Linked DNA regions of Mus musculus: regions 1 and 2 are each linked to region 3. A link is a contact called in public HiChIP or PLAC-seq and Micro-C data. All regions are on one chromosome and are shown on one strand. The core of a region is the stretch at or near the end of the contact, and the rest is flanking DNA. Distances in the headings are between cores, read along the strand shown.

Evidence for each region. A called contact is a pair of places that touch in the nucleus more often than the background predicts. HiChIP or PLAC-seq counts read pairs in DNA pulled down with a chosen protein or histone mark.
Region 1: an H3K4me3 HiChIP or PLAC-seq map of embryonic limb bud shows a contact between it and region 3, with 4 times the contacts expected there. The contact joins the enhancer-like site here to the promoter of Acvr2a in region 3. A contact is called at or near these places in 4 of 39 promoter capture datasets (the 3T3-L1 cell line, 3T3-L1-derived adipocytes, cranial neural crest and 1 more), 2 of 484 Hi-C or Micro-C datasets (bone marrow-derived macrophages and uterus), 5 of 115 datasets of contacts at active chromatin or transcription factors (bone marrow-derived macrophages, embryonic forebrain, embryonic limb bud and 2 more) and 2 of 9 other capture datasets (macrophages and pancreatic islet).
Region 2: a Micro-C map of muscle stem cells shows a contact between it and region 3, with 8 times the contacts expected there. The contact joins the enhancer-like site here to the promoter of Acvr2a in region 3. A contact is called at or near these places in 5 of 39 promoter capture datasets (the 3T3-L1 cell line, cranial neural crest, hippocampal neurons and 2 more), 6 of 484 Hi-C or Micro-C datasets (muscle stem cells, myocytes, nephron progenitors and 2 more), 10 of 115 datasets of contacts at active chromatin or transcription factors (SST interneurons, craniofacial prominence, differentiating embryonic stem cells and 7 more) and 1 of 9 other capture datasets (adipose tissue).

Annotation. Positions count from the first base shown.
Region 1 is chr2:48,595,968-48,599,486 of GRCm38.p6, forward strand. No RefSeq gene overlaps it. Among named protein-coding and RNA genes, the nearest start is that of Gm39809, 59 kb to the left of the region's middle. Within about 2 kb of position 1,509, at least 4 of the 459 cell types and tissues checked have an H3K27ac peak or open chromatin away from gene starts, as enhancers often do. A contact at or near this core is called in embryonic limb bud, where this site is marked.
Region 2 is chr2:48,565,880-48,569,519 of GRCm38.p6, forward strand. No RefSeq gene overlaps it. Among named protein-coding and RNA genes, the nearest start is that of Gm39809, 29 kb to the left of the region's middle. Within about 2 kb of position 2,147, at least 30 of the 459 cell types and tissues checked have an H3K27ac peak or open chromatin away from gene starts, as enhancers often do. A contact at or near this core is called in muscle stem cells, myocytes and pancreatic cancer cells, where this site is marked.
Region 3 is chr2:48,812,674-48,816,167 of GRCm38.p6, forward strand. It overlaps Acvr2a (activin receptor IIA), which reads left to right and starts at 1,436. Exons shown (of 11, transcript NM_007396.4): 1 at 1,436-2,153. The coding sequence starts at 2,099.

The DNA.
Region 1 (3,519 bases), core at 259-2,758, 220 kb before region 3:
GACCAAGAGAAACCAAAGTCAAGGGCCTCTTTGAGGGTTCCTTGGCTCTTTTGGATTGCTTGTTTGTTTGTTTTTTTTATTTTTGTTTGTTTGTGTTGTTTTGTTTTGTTTTTAACCTTATAGGTACCAATATTATGGCTTCCAGTTTTGTGTTTTTATGGGATTCCTATGTGTGCAAATGTGTGTGTCATTGTGTCTCTATGTGTTTCTTCTGATTTTTCATTAACACATTTCCTTCTTTTTGATTTGTTTTATTCTGTCCTATGCCAATTGGCTTGATTTTGTTTTATCTTACTGTATTTTATTTTATCATTATCCTTTAGACATCTCGTTATTTTCTAAAAAGAGACAGAGAGGGGCTGGATTCTGATGGGGAGGGGAGTGCCAAGAATCTGGAGGAGTTGGGAAAGGTAATGCCATCACTAAACTTTATTGCATGAAAAAAGTCTATCTTCAATAAAATACAATTTTAGAAAATATAAATAAAACACAGAACATTGGAACTTTGAGAAAAAAACATAAGGAACATTCGTCAGGACATTAGAGTAGGTAAGAACTCACTAAACAGAGTACCTGTAGCCTGGTTTCATAAAGGTTAGGGTCTCAGCCCTGTCTAATAGCATCCTGAATCACCAAAATGTACTGGAAATGGCAAGGTATGTTTAAATGGGTTTAAACTGCAATTTTTTTTAAAGTTTCATTGCACTACAATAAGGAAGACCCCCAAAGTCAGCTCCATCTGCTTCTTTGGAAGATAAACAAGAAGTTGGAGACATGGCTCAGCAGTTAAGAGCATCCACTGCTCTTGTAGAGGACGTGGGTTCAATTTCTAACACCTACCTGGCAACCACCAGTAACTGGGGCTCTAGGAGATCCAACACCATCTTCTGGCCTCTGGGGGCACTGCATACTTATTGTGCACACACACAAGTGAATGCACTTACGCACATAAGATAAAAAAATAATTAACAAAATCTGTGTTATATACAATAGATTTAAAGTTGCTAGACCACAGGAAATGAGTAGTGTTTGCCTAGACAAGAATCCAATTCCACGGTAAACAATCCATCAAGTAGCAAGAATAAAACTTCCTAAGCAAAGAAAGAAATATTCCACAAACACAGATTTGCAGATCTAGCTCACTCATCTTTGATGACATGGGTCATTTACTTGATGCTTACCATTAATTCAAATTCTAAACTTCTGTCTCCACAGGAGTGTGTTTCCTGCTTGTGTTTGAATCTCATTATATAATCATCTCCATAAAGTGATTCCTCATTGTTGTGAAAATAACCAAGGTCCACTTAGCATTGTTATAGCAAGATAGTTATTGTTAGCTTCTTAACCTTACCAAGCTCATGAAAGCCTGCCTCAATCAGTCCATTGCATTACTAAATGATTGTGCGTGTTTTGCGCTGGAGACAGAGCTTGATGAGCAAAAGCAGTTGCTACTCTTGCAGAGGACCCAGCCAGGTCACGGTCACGTTCCCAGCATCCACAAGGCAGCTCATCTATCTGTAACTCCACTTTGAAGGGATTCTATGTCAGTGACCTCTACTGGCCTCCACAGGCACCAGGCATGCACATGATATAAGAGCATACATGCAGGCAAAAGTCACACACATAAAATAATGTTTACAAAGAAAAATATAGCTATTTAGAATAGGGAGAAAGAAGAAAAGTCAATAAGGAAAGGCAAACTGACCCTCCCTCCCTGCAACTATTCCTGCATGAGAATGGATGTACTTCTGCAACAATGGTGACAAACTAATGCCAGACAGCTGCATATAATTCTCTCTCTCTCTCTCTCTCTCTCTCTCTCTCTCTCTCTCTCTCTCTCTCTCTCTCTCTCTTTCTTTTTAGTTTTCTTTGTTAAAATATTTGAAACATTGTTTCACTCCTCATGCCAAGTATCCAGAAATAATTTAAGTTCACTTTATAGCCCAATGTCTCCAAGGCCAAAGAGCCCGGGCCTTTTTGAAGTCTCCACATTAACAGGGTACACATGTGTAAATAAGGAGAGCCAGCTTGACAGCTTGGAGGTGTGTAGGCCTGGATCTCACTCCCACAGTGATTGAAAAAAAAAGTCCCCAACTTGATTAACTTTCATAGCCTATAAAATGCTTTGAGTTCCTCCAAGCAAGATGCTGTATTAATACAAAGTCCTATTATTGGGTGGCACTGGAATTTACTAATAGTTTAGTTACTTCATCTTGTTTCTTGGGACAAGAAATTTTGTTCTGTTTTGCAGAAATCCACCTGTAAGGCTGTAGTGGCATTCTGTCCAACAATTCCAATAAGCATGATCTCTCAGGCAATAAAGAATGTAAAAGTATTCTCATTAGTTACAAAGAGTTAAATGTGTATGCTATGACCCTCTCGACCACCAATGACCTGGAACTAATCCTATTAAGCCACGCTCAAGATCAGCCTCATGTTACTCTGTTTCTTTCGGGAGGTACCTTTGGCAAGCCATTATAACTATACCTACTGCAAAAACAAATGCACCCAAGAGAATACTCACATTTTCCCCATTTGTTTTCTCAGTAATTTAGCTGAACTCCCATGTTTAAATTATTGGATATTGTGAATTTCGTACATTTAATATTAACTATTAAAATCCACAGTTTATTTGCCAATGAAGTAAGAAATATTTACTTGTACCTCATAATAATTAAAAAAAGAAATCTCACACATGTGCAGTTCTGCAGGCAAGGAGTATGGAATGCCAAACATATCCAAAGAATTGGGACTTTAACTAAAAAAAAAAAATCAGGCATATGCACACTTAGACATGATTAATAATACAGAGCTGATGGTTGCTTCTCATTGAATGAATTAAATCAGACATTATATTAATTACAAGTCAATGTCCCAGCAGGAGGCCAGAGGAACGAGAGAAATTGAGAACTGGATCATCAAAGCCAAATTGAGACTAAATTGGTGGTCCAGGTTCATTAACAACACCTGGAGAGCTTTAAAATGATGCTGACGCCGGGGTCTAACCCCAGACCAACTCGATGAGAGTCTCAGAAAGTGGAACCCAGGCGCAGTACTTTAAAGACTCCTGGGGAAATTCAGAAGTACAGCAGGAACAGAAAATTAATGGGTGGGACAACCAATGGGCGGGACTTAGAACACACTGAGAGAAGAACTACCAGGTGCCTAGCTTGTGGCCTTGGGTCACTGAGCCAACCCAAAGTGCAGTCAGGAGGTTCTGATAAGAGAGTTTGGAGAAAGGAACAGGTCCAAATACGCCGGCCATAAAACGCAGAACACGGGGTAAGTGGTTATTCCTTTCATGGATGTAGCCATTCTGGGCTAATCTCCTTACAGTCCTTAGAGATTTTTAATATTTAATTTTTTAATCTTAAAATATTCATCGCACTTCTAGAATCTTTCCTCATCTCCACTAAATCTCTCACAGTTCAACCCTTCCACGTAAGATTCTGAAACCTTCTTAAAATTCAAAGCTCAGAAAAACCTTCGTCCATAGGACGTGGTCTCCTTAGGCCAGGG
Region 2 (3,640 bases), core at 897-3,396, 250 kb before region 3:
TCCTAAGAATGAGCAACGGATTTAGAAGCTCTCTCTGTCTCTGTCTCTGTCTCTGTCTCTGTCTCTGTCTCTGTCTGTCTGTCTGTCTGTCTGTCTCTCTCTCTCTCTCTCTCTCTCTCTCTCTCTCTCTGTGTGTGTGTGTGTGTGTTGGTAAGTGTGCACATGAAGATCTAAGAAGCACATAAGGTGTCCTGTTCTATCTCCCTCTGTCTTATCCCTTGAGGCATGGTCTCTTAATGAGCCTGGAACTCACTGCTTTTGCTTAGTCTAGATAAGCATCAAACTCCAGTGACCCTCTTGTTCTAATGCTTTGATTCAATCGGGGATCTGCAAGGCCAAATGCTAAAGGTCCTTGTTCCCAACTGGTTTTTGATTGATCAATAAAGATGCCAACGGTCAATGGCTGGGCACAGAGCAGGACCCTTAGAGTTGTATGGGCGTGGACACAGAGAGAAATGAAAGAGTTTCGCTGCGACTTGTGGGTAGAAGGATGGGACATGGGAGCAGCAGGAAATATCACCAACCAGCCATGTGAGACTTCAGGAAAAGTGGTCACTGGCCATTTCCCTGATTAGGCCTGGGGTAGCAGGGGAAGGTTTAGGAGTTCTCAGCCTTTGTGGTAGCCAAGGCATTTAAAAAAAGCTGGGTGTGTGTCTTTCATTCGTGGATTCAAAGATAGCTTCTGGTCGGGTGTGCGCGTGCAAAGCACCAGGAACACAAAGTGTTGTAGCAAAAACTCCCGCTACCCTCCTGTCTCTGCCCATCCCCATGTCTACAGAGTCATAGGAAAATGTGCCAGCTTTTTCTGGAACCTGAGATTCAAACTCTGGTATTCATGTTTTTACAGCAAGAGGACTGACCTACTGAGTCACATCTCTGGTCCTTGGAAGGCTGTTTCGAGTAGGTGTGATGGGATCAACCTCCCCTGAGAGTTCCATCAAGTCAGTCACCGTGACTCATGTTTTCATTGATGCTGAGCCTTGCTCAGTGACAACTAAGAAGAATACCTGCTTGGGGGTCTTGAAATCAAAGCCTAGGAAATAACAATAATCCAATTGACCTCTCCTTTCTTCTGCTGCTGCCAAATTTAGACCTCAAACCAGTGCAATTTCCTACTGTCTTTAGCGCATTTTCAAACATTTGTACAACATAACCTTCGTCTCCAAATCGTATTTCTGCCAAATGGATATTATTAATTATGACTGTCAATAACAGATAAATGGATGGTAAACCAAATGTCCAATAACAGAGGTATGTTGATGAAATTTTATTATAGTACAATAGAAATTATTTATGAAGGATTTTAATAATGTGTTATATTAATGCTATATTAAGTATAACAACTGAAAACAGGTTCTATATGCAGTGTGATTATCACATGTGTGCGCACACACACACACACAACCACAGAAATAGAAATGGACTCCACCCGATGAAAATAAAAACCACGATTACAGTTATGAGTGAAAGGAAAACCATTGAAACCATGGAAATTTATATTCATAAATGTATAATGAGAATTTACAACAGATATACACTCTAAAACTCACCATTTCCCTATGTTAAATAAAAAAGGAATTTTAAAAACACAAGTCTGATCATATAAACTCTAACCCTGTCTCATCAGCCTTAAGTGCCCTGCTCTACAGCAAAGCCAATTCTCCTCTACTAAACCAGCTTCCAAGGGGCTAGGAGTGTGGCTCAGTGGTAGGGCTCCTGCCTAACATCCCCAGAGATTCTGGGTTTGCTCCTCAAGCATTGAGGGAGAGAACTTTTTCTCCAAGCTGCTGCCTCTCCTCTTGCATCCTTCCCTCTTCTCTACTGCAGATGGTACCTTGCATTCTGGGATGTTACTCCCAACCGCTCCAGCCTCCAAACTTTTGCTCAGACTGTTGCTTCTTCCAGCATTAGAAGAAGGCCAGATGGCAACTACCCGGTAATGCTCAAAAATAAAAGGAAATGGGGCAAACTGTGTTTACTAGGACTCCTTTCAGAAACAGCACTGTAGGTGCTGGGGAGGAATAATTTAATAAAGCCACTTAGTAGTGGGGAGGAGTGCCAGGGATTCGTGTGAATACCACAGCTAGACTGTCTTCAAGGAGCACAGCAGGCTCAGGTAACTACAGAGCTTTTTATCCTGCTAAATAGGGCATGCAAGCTTGGGGCCAGAACTGCGTGACTCACTCAGGGCAATAGGGGATTATGTGGAGCTTACTCTCACCAGTAAACAAACGTTGAACAAATATTTAAGAGCGTCGTAAACCTGGTCAGTTGCATACCTTTGTCCTGTAGCCTCTGCTATAAGTCTCTCAAACATTATTGTTGCCTCTGCTCATAATAGACCACTGAGCATCTTCCTTTGACGACTCTTGGCTCTGGATCAACACAGCACATCGTGGTTATTCAGTCTAGTTACCCATTTGTACATTTTCTCTTTCACTTGAGGACAAGTTTTGTTTTTAACTGCACCTAGTCTGATACTCAACACACATTAAGTAAGTGAATAATTGAACTAATTAGAAAATAGGAAGCCCAGCTTAGTGTTAAGCCAAAGTGAGTAACTTAGAATAACCAAAGATCCTTCTGATAAATTACAAAGTGACTTTGGGGGGGGGGGGCTGTCCTGGCATGGAGCATTGAGAAAAGGACAGAAACTTAGAGACAACCCCACTTTGGCATGGATATAACCTAGATAAATCAACCCCAAAGTATCTAGGGCCTTCCTCTGAGCTCAGCTCAGTGTCACTTTCTGACAGCTGGCTATACGCACAGTCCCGTCCCTTTCCTGAGAAAATGTCAGTGAAATGTTAATAATTTGAAGTTCTGTGGGGACCCCCTAAGCAACTTCACACAGATAAGCTGCTTCTTCTGCCTGATGCCGAACTGGGGTTTTAGGGCAGAGGTGGGAGTTGAACAAACTCAGAATAGTGTGCTATAAATAGAAGAAGACTGCCTCACGCCCTCTAGTAACAATAACCAACCCTGAGCTATTTAGCCATCACCTGCTATATTTCACACTGCTCATATTTCCCAACTCATTTGCAAGAGTCAGGCCTCTGTCATGAGTCACTCTCCACCATTAGCTCAATCCATTCTTCCCGCATTAACCTCCAAATTCATCAGAAAAACACAAGTTCCAGAGAAAGCCATTTGGCAAGCAGGGAAATCAGATCGTCTTGCTTTTCCAGCCTCTGGGATGTATCTACCCAACTGGACATTCCCTGTCTAGGGCCATGTCAGTGCCTTGCTCAGTCTCTCTGCAGCAACTAGAGAACTCCCTCCTTTTACCACCAACAAGGCCCATGTAGGTCCCTTCCTATACCTCCTTTGGCCATAATTTCATGGGTTTGAGCACTGGCTAGCCATGAAGACTAGAACTTTCTTCTGTTTGTTTCAATCATCTCTTCTCTGCTCTATACCAAATATGTCATATGACATTTGCTTATAATACTAAGAAACATAGGTACGGTGTCATCTATTTTTTCTTGTAACTCTCCTACTAAAAATCCTGTTTTGAGCAATTTAAAACAGACCCAATTTAAAAATAAAAATAAAAACTCAGAAATGATGGTTGTTAGGCATTAAGTTTCATGTTTCCTTTTAGCTAATAATTCATACTTTTTAAGTCTGTTTTTTTTAT
Region 3 (3,494 bases), core at 186-2,685:
GAAAGGAGGGTAGATGGTTCTAAAGTAAACACACTCTTCCATTTTAAGACTGTTAGTGGCAACTCTTCGTTTCTGTCCAGCCTAAACTGTTTGCAGAACTACATTCGATTTACTGAGGCATCCTGAAGACCAGTTTGGGATTTTGTTGCATAATACCATCAATTCTGAGCAGGGCTTGAGAACTGGAAATCTTGGAGAGAGTTTAAAGAGCCACAATGATTATTAACCCTGACAAGTAGTAGAAATAGGCAGATAATTATAGGATGTACTTAATAGACAGAAATATAGAGCAGTTTATAGGAAGAGAAAAAGAAAACAAATACAAGTGAGTTTGTGGAAAAATGTGGGGATCAGTGTACACTAAAACATTAATTACCCATCCCACAGTTGCTTCCTTTTTTTCTTGAAAATGTCTCCAAACACAGAGGTTACTACTGTATTAAGAAAAAAGGGCAAACTTCTAGGTATTTACCTATCTACTGAGGAAGCATTCCTGTCAAAACCTTCAGAATGCTGGAATAAAGTGGAAAACAAGATCTCCCCCTTTATTATACCAAATTGTGCTAAATGGCAGACGAACTGACTCTAGCAATCATCCTTTGCACGCTATAGCCAACTTCGAATATCCCAAATAGCCGAGCTTCTGGAGGTAGGGCTCACATTTTTACATTCTGTATGTTTCGGTGCTTAACTGAACACCCGATCAACAGTTCAACATGGCTTACGGGGTAAAAACAGGTCTTACAAGAGGCTAAGAATTGATAACACCACCGTCTCTGACGGTCCAATACACTGAAATCTGCGATTTTCACTTCAAGCCTAATACAGACTTTCACGCCAACTAGGAGCAAACCTGTTTGCAACACAATGCTTTGTGTATACAAGGTGTGGTGGATAGGATCCGAACCTCACATCGAGCTATCTGGCGAGGGTGTCCTGACCTGGCGGACAGCCCTTCCTGCCTTTATTTTTTAGCCCAAAGACAAACGTGGGGAGGCCTCGGCGGCGGGGGCGCGGCCGGCTCGCGAGCACCGAGCTCGCTCGGGCAGCAGCGGGTGCGGCTCCCGCCCACTCGGAGCAAGTCGGCGCGGCCTCGGCGTCCCCCAGAGGAAAGGCTGGGCGCCGCAGTCGGCCTTAGCATCGCCCATCCCGCTCGGGCGCCGCGGCTCTCGCGCCCGGGCGGGCACCGCACTGGGCACACCGGGCGTCTCGGGGCCGCGGCGGGCACCCGCAGGGCCCGCCGTCCCGTCTGCTCGGTCTCGGTTCCCGCAGCCTCGCGAGCGCGCTCCGGATCCGGCCCCGCCCCTCCGGCTCGCCCCGCCTCCCGGACAATCTCCTCGCGCTCGCCGCCCGGCACGCGCGCTGCGCCCGGCCGCCGCTCCCGCCGCCGCCGCCACCGCCGCCGCGGAGCGTTTCTCCGCCGCGCCTGGCTTCCAGCTTCAGGACGGAACCGGAAGTGTAGGGGGCGGGGCCGGCGGAGGCCAGGAGACCGAAAACGCGGCCGAGCCGGGAGCCGGGAGCCGGAGCCACAGCCTGGACCAGAACTTGGCCGCCGCCTGCGCCACCGTCTCTCCCGTCGCCGTCTCCCGCGGCCGCCTCGCACCGCCACCGCCGCGAGCTCGGCTACTGTGGTCCGCGGACTTTGGGTGTCCGGGTTGAAGGTCGGTCCGGACGTCGGAGCAGCTCGGCTCCCGGACCGTCCGGGCGGCTGCGGGCGCCGCCGCCGCCGCCTCGTCGCCTCAGCCAGGCGTTTTGTTCGCTGAGACGCGAGAGGCGAGCGGAGCTGACAGTGATTTTGACAGTGATTCCAACCCGCTTTTGTTGTTGTTGGCTTTTCGTTGTTTGGTTTGGTGTGTTGTGCGTGTATGTGGCGGTTTTTCCCCCGTGGTACATTTTTTTAAATTGTTGTGCCTTTTTTTTAAATCCTTTTTTTTTCAACCCTGTGAACGTTTTTTGCTTCCCCCTCCCCCCCGCCTCGGGGCTTCCGAATATGTTTTATGACGGTTGATTTTACACCAGGAGGTTTGTCTCCGAGGAAGACCCAGGGAACTGGATATCTAGCGAGAACTTCCTACGGCTTCTCCGGCGCCTCGGGAAAATGGGAGCTGCTGCAAAGTTGGCGTTCGCCGTCTTTCTTATCTCTTGCTCTTCAGGTAGGTGGAGGAGCCGGCGCGGCGGGGCTGTGGCCGGGTGCCGGGTGCCGTCTGCTGGGCAGTTCTCGGGCCGAGGCTTTTCCCGCGCCTAAACCCGCAGCCCCGATCATCTCGAAATCTCCATGAATTCCACTTGTTTTGGGTTGGTGTGGCGAACTGATAGGTTGAGTGCTGTGTTGTTGTGCAAGTGAGAAAGTCATGGTTTGTGGCCATAACACTCGATGACAGCGCTGGTTGGGTTGCTGTTCAAGCCGCAAATACCACAAGTGAAAATTTATGTAAAGGTTTGAGACCCAGAAGGAGGTATTCCAAAATGTCATTTAGCCTAAGCTGTTCCAAAACAAGGACCGGTTTTGGTCGTCATCTAATTAGTGCTTCACCGGTGAATATCGAGACATAGATCAAGTGAGCTGGTGTTTAATTTTGACTGTGAGAAACAATGCATCCTATCAGCGATTTAATCTAGGTCTCCTCTCACGTCTTCTCCAACTACATTGTCCAGTAGTGTTAAAAATAGTTTTAGTTGCCGGAGTATTAACCCTAACCCAGTGCAGAAGAGGTATGCTGCTGTGTGTTGGTGGTGTGTGCTGGCTTTCACCCACCATTTGGGTGCTCTTTTCAGGCGTAGATTCTGCTTACCTACGGAATACTTATTTTAAACGCTTTGCACCGACACGTTGTTTTCAGTTAAGAACAGGCCATGTGAAATTGTGTTCATGTTAAATATGCTGTTCTTGTGAGATGTATTTCTTTTTCTTTTCTTTTCTTTTAACTCAAGGTTAGGAGAATACTCTGGCCATTTTATATCTGAAAAATTTGATTATGTGAAGATGTTGTATGGTTGCAACCAGTGGTTGGAAAAACTAGGCTTTTGTATTGAAATTCTGGAAATGCATACATACATCTAGCTGAAAGGTGTGCAAATGCACTTAACCGGAGAGTTAGTTGGAGGGATGAAAGAGTTTAAAAGTCACAGTGAATGCATTCATTATAAAAATTCAGTGTATACTTCCTAGGTTGTGGCAAACAGGAGGGGTGGGGGACAAATTGACAGGTTTCATGGTTGTGTCATTCCCTCGTATGTCACAGGGAAATTAGAAGGTGGTAGTCTTTTCTTTGTGTACCTCTCTGTTGTGTGTGTGTCCATCTTCCCTACCCCACCCCCCTTTTAATAGAATCCTTTGTAATGTATAGAATTTTGCTGAATGGTACATTTCCTTGTGGTTAATAAATGGATAAAGTCTAGTCTTATGTCTGTAGTGGTATTGATCAGTTCCGGGTGGGCTGAATGTGTTGTGAAATGGCGATCATTGCCAGAGATTAACCAAAAGAATCATGTCT